Regions from separate parts of the Danio rerio genome. Here region 1 is linked to region 2. A link is a contact called in public HiCAR-type data. All regions are on one chromosome and are shown on one strand. Each heading gives the region's core, a stretch centred on a gene start, on an enhancer-like site or on the middle of the called end of the contact. The rest is flanking DNA. Distances are from core to core; before and after follow the strand shown.

Evidence for each region. HiCAR-type assays count read pairs that join an accessible place to other places.
Region 1: a HiCAR-type map of caudal fin shows a contact between it and region 2, with 7 times the contacts expected there. The contact joins the enhancer-like site here to the promoter of plxnb2a.1 in region 2. A contact is called at or near these places in 1 of 18 Hi-C or Micro-C datasets (caudal fin) and 3 of 4 datasets of contacts at active chromatin or transcription factors (caudal fin, embryo and gastrula embryo).

Annotation. Positions count from the first base shown.
Region 1 is chr4:15,201,831-15,204,530 of GRCz12tu, forward strand. It overlaps a transcript of plxnb2a.1 not described here. Among named protein-coding and RNA genes, the nearest start is that of plxnb2a.2, 22 kb to the right of the region's middle. Within about 2 kb of position 1,356, at least 1 of the 62 cell types and tissues checked has an H3K27ac peak or open chromatin away from gene starts, as enhancers often do. A contact at or near this core is called in caudal fin, where this site is marked.
Region 2 is chr4:15,067,781-15,070,480 of GRCz12tu, forward strand. It overlaps plxnb2a.1 (plexin b2a, tandem duplicate 1), which reads right to left and starts at 1,421. Exons shown (of 35, transcript NM_001161600.1): 1 at 297-1,421; 2 at 25-213. The coding sequence starts at 1,421.

The DNA.
Region 1 (2,700 bases), core at 106-2,605, 130 kb after region 2:
ATTTCAGCAAATTACACTGTAAAAAAAAACATCTGTTTATTAACCGTTTACGTATTTTAAGTGTTTTCCATTTATTTACCGTTGTGTATTGCATTTTGGGTCTTTAATCTCTGCTTTGTCGATTTTTGATGCTGAAATTCAACCCTACAGTTTAACAAAGTGACTTTTATTGACATTTCAGTAGTTTAAAAACATTCAATTTAATTTAAATGAAATAATAATAAAATAGAGAGAAAAAAAGTGTAAAATAACAAAAAATGTACTGGCAGTTTACTACAAGGTTTTGTACCATAAAACAAAAACACCAACTCAGACAATATATCACTCTAAACTATTAAAAACATTAATAAAAGTCACTTTTAAAAAACTTTTTCATGTTAAAAATAGCTGGAAGACAGATAAAAATCCCATAATGCAACTCAAAAGCATAAACAAATAAGGAAAAATAAAAATATGAATTCAAAAATATGGAAATCTGCTAAATACAGTATTTTTTTACAGCATAGTTACTACTTGATTTTATTTTAATGTGACACACTAAGAAGTCAGGCAATAGAAAGTTAATTGTTAATAATACCCTTCAACTGAGCTAATATTCGTCTAATTATAGTCATCAAATCAGTGCAAGCACTCCAAAACTAATGCAATCACAAATCACTCCTGATATTTTTTTCACATCATTGGTGTAACTAGGGTTTAGGTTAACAAAGTGAGGATTAAAAGTGGATTTAAAGCGTTAAATCCACCCCAAAATGAAAAATCTGTCATCATTTACTCACCCTCAAGTTGGTCCAAACACACAAGACTTCTGTTTGTTTTTTAATAAAGACTGAATGAAATCAAACGTAAGAGACTTGTTTCACTCCAATAAATGTCTATTCAACCAAAACTCCTTCAATGCCTCAAAATGGTTTAAGAACTAAATACATTCTGAATTAAAAATGTTTATCTTATAATGCTACCCTGTCTCTTCAGAACGCTTTGATTAAACTGGTTGATTCACATGGATAATTCATCTCTTCTGAGTGAAAAAAGAAAGCTCTCAGATTTGATTTAAAATATTGCCATCTGTGTTTCAAAGATTTCTCATGGGTTTGGACAATTAAACTTTCGTTTTAGGGCAAACTAACCTCTTTATGCACAAGATACGAATAAAGAAATTTCCAAGAAACATTGTGCATTAGTACTAAATGCCATCTGGCGTCGCTTTCTCCATCTGAAATAACCATCCAGGTGAGCTTTTGAGCATAGCTGCCAATCTAATGCACTTGAAACTTCCAGGAAAAGATTCAGCAGTTTAGTAATGCTTTAACACATACCTTTAACTCATAAACAAACATTCAAAATGATGATCGGTTGTGTAACATTTGCAAGCACTTAACTTCAATACGATATAAACAACAACGCAGCCATCCAATTACAGAGGAGAGGGAAATTTGATTACCCCATTACAGTTGATTTTATCACAACAGCTTGTATAATATGAGAGCTGGGTGTAATTGGGAGAATAAACAAGCCAGGAGAAAATGAAATGAATGTAAGTGAAACTCTTCAGATGATGGCGTCAACAACAGAGATAGCTTTACACACACACACACACACAGGCTGTGACAAATGGTTCACGGACAATCGAACACAACATCCCATCATTAAACTTGGTTTTACATCCCTAAAGAGCATCTTAGGTGGGATTGCGGAAGCTATTCTATTAGTTGACTTTTTTCATCAACAGAACATCATAAAAGATTTTAATTGGAAATTCGTTGAAAATTAAAGCTAACTAAGACTTTTAAAGTCAAAATAAAAGTGCCGCTATTATGGATTTTGGAAAATTTCCTTTCATGCATGCAACACAGCTCTATGTGAATAACAACATACAGCTGAGGTTTAAATCAGAAAGTGTAATGTGTATAAACTCAACACAATCTCACGGCAATTCGTAACTTTTTCATTTAATGGCAAATTCGTACAATCTAATTCGTACATTTTAGTACGATTTGCTCATCCCCCAATGACGGTTGGGTTTAGGGGTGGGGTTAGATGCCACACCTCCTTTTTAAAATCGTACAATTTCTTACGACTGAACTTGTACGAATTCGTACGAATTAGCCACTAAACTGCCAATACATAAAATACTTACGTTTTCTCGTGAGATCAGGCTGACAAACTACAGTCATGGACTCTCAAAAACAAAGAGTCCATAATATGAATTGTCATGCATACGAATCATCAGCCATTTTTGTGACATCTAAACAAAACGTTGCCTACAAGTGTGCTTAAAAAGCTTGTATATTAAAGACAAATGCCTATTATAAGACAATTAAAGAGCTTTCTTAAGTTGCATAGATACCTGTTGTTGGGGACTCCCAAAACCAAACTATGGCCTTTCATAATTCATAATCAGGGCACTTCAATTCACATGGCATGACAATACATGTCTTATAAAGTAAAACTGCCAATATTTATAAACATAATCTGCAATTAGCCCTCTTGCATTGTTGTGGCATGTGTATTATAAGCAGTGATTAAATTTGTTTTTTGACTCTCAATCTGCATTCTAAGGGTCTTTTAACTTATGATAAACATCAACCACAGCACGGATGACCTGAAGGCCATTTTTTGGGTGAACTAGCCCTTTAAGACAGCATATGTCTGGCATCAGCACAGTGTTAGGAGCAAACATCCTGCTACAAAAAGCAA
Region 2 (2,700 bases), core at 171-2,670:
AGCAGACCTTGCAATGGGACTCACCTTCAAGACGTCTGCACCACTGGTTCCCAAGAATGCCACAGTGTGTTCGTTCTCCACCGCCACAGCTACAGCTGTCAGCATGTCATTCCTGGTGTAGATAGGTTTGACGGCTAAAGCATACTCAGGTTTACTGGCTAGTGGAGATGGCAGAAACTCTGCGCCACATATATATGCCTTTACCATGTTCTTCTGTTGGGCAAAAATACACCACAATCAGACTAGCTATAAAACACAAAACAGAGAAGCAGAGCTGAAGAAACTCAACAACTCACATCTCTTTTGGTCTTGCATATGGCTTCATTCTTGGAGTTGTAGGGTGAATAAACAGTCTTCGGTTTGTCATCCTCCAGAACTTCTCCTGTGTAGCAGGACTCAATCACCTCCTCAAACCTGGCATTAATGCTGCTAAGCGGGTACATGCACAATGCTGAACGCCCGTCCGCCTCATCTGCACTGAACACTCCAAAGAGAACCTTATCATTTAAATTTGACGGGACGATATTCTGAGCCAAATCCTTTCCAGGTTTAGCCAGATACGCTGCTTGGACTTTGTTGAATGTGTTCTCTTGTTGTTCGGTGTTAACAGTGCAGTTGAGCTGAAGTTCTGTGTAAGAATAATAATGATGGTCGTTCTCGCAAAGGCGTGCTATAAATGTAATCTTCGTGCTGTCGCTAGTGCCAGGAGAGCGGGAGAACAGGAAGTAGATGTAGCCATTGTCTTTAAACGTGTAGCGAAAATCGTGGTGGTACCGAAGGACAAACGCACTCGTTTGAACAGTGGAAGCTTCAACCATGTTCTCAAAAACATCCATTTCTCCATGTTCCTGCAGCAACCGAGTGCTAATGAGCTTTGAGCTGTCCGAACTTCCATAGCCTTTTCCCACTAGAAATACACTGAGGTTAGCATTAGTAGTAGTGTCCTTAAAATAAGAAATGACCCCCACCACAGTGACAGATTCCTCAGTGCTGGCAACATATGTCTTCTCTCCTTTGGTGTCACTGTAGTACACCGGTTTATTCACACTGTTGAGGTTTACCAAAGAGCAGATGCCCCTGAAAAGGCTTCCACAAACGATCAAGGTGCCGTTGGCGGAGTTAACCAGAAGGAGTTTGTTAAAGTTGTCCATTTCCTTCGCATCGGTGCACTGCGCAGTGATAGGTGGAGTGCATTGTGGGTTGTCTTTCTTAGGGCCTGTGTCTGCTCTGCTCTCCTCCTGTAGATTGTGGTTCAGCTGAAAGATCCCATTGACAGCTCCAAGGTAGATTCGGCCTGTTTGAGGGTCCTGGACCACATTATTGATGATGGTAGGAGACGAGAACTGTTCTTGAGCATCATCACAGCAAGATGAGCCAAAACACAGTAGTAGAGAGAAAGCTGCCAGGGCCCTCCACGCCATCTCTTAAAAAAAACAGAAAAAACAAGAAATATATCACATACGAGTAATACTACTACTACTACTACTACTAATAATTCCTTACATTTATATAGCACTTTTTTAGACACTCAAAGCACTTTACATTTTTTTGGTAATCTCATCAACTACCACCAGTGTGCAGCATCCACCTGGATGACACGACGGCAGCCATATTACGCCAGAGCGATGAAAAGTGATAAAGTCAATCATGATATAGGGATGGTTAGGAGGCCATGATAGACAGAGGCCAGTGGGCAGGTTGGCCAGGATGTCGGGGTTAAACCCCTACTCTTTTTTGCAGCACATCCCAGGATTTTTAACGACCATAGAGAGTCGGGACCTTTGTTTAACGTCTTATTTAAAAGATGACGCCAACTGAGCAGTATAGAGTCCTCGTCAGTATACTGGGGCATTAAGACCCACACAGACCCCAGATTGGTCGCAAGGTACTAACCGGGTACAGCCCTGCGTACTTTCAGTGGGCGACCATGTGAGAGTTGCAGAGAACTAGAAGCCGGCAAAGTGTAAAATCCTTTGCAAAATTTGTCAACAAACCTGTCTGTATCTACAAGCCTCTCAAACGATAAGCATGTTTTAATTTCCCAAAATATAATCAGTAATTGAAATGCTCTTCTAATTAAGATACATCTATACAAATATTACATTTCTAAGAACTTAGAATCTGACACAATTTTCTGTTCGCCTAGACACTCTTATTTGCCAAATACAGATCCTTGCCTTGAAATGAAGCACTAATGAAAAAATGCACTTGAAAACTGCCGTCTTTATACAACCTGAAATTCTTTGGCATGCATCATTATACTACAGTTAAGTCAGCACTAGTCAGAAGGGCTATCAACAAAGACTAAGTTAAAAGAAAAATCGATCTAGCCTTCCCTCAGTGGGGTTGCAGACGGCTGCATGATTTGACACGCTGATACAAGCGAAGCATTTCTAAAGAGGCTTGTCCTCCACCCCTGCACTCCTTTATATTTCTCTTTTTCGTCCATCCCTTCAGCACTTCTGCAGGACCTAAAAACATTGAGGCTGAAGTCAAACACTCATCAAAGGAGTCGCAGGGCGGCCTGATTCCAGCATAACAGACGGCGGCTCAGTGAATTACGGGTACAACCTCAGAAGCTGGGCCAAACAATTCTGTCCTCCTTCCTGTAAACAAGTCCTATGATGGCTAGAATGGCATGTAAAGTTATTGTGTTAAACAGGAAGATCTAATCACAGTCGCTCCTTGCATGAACATTCT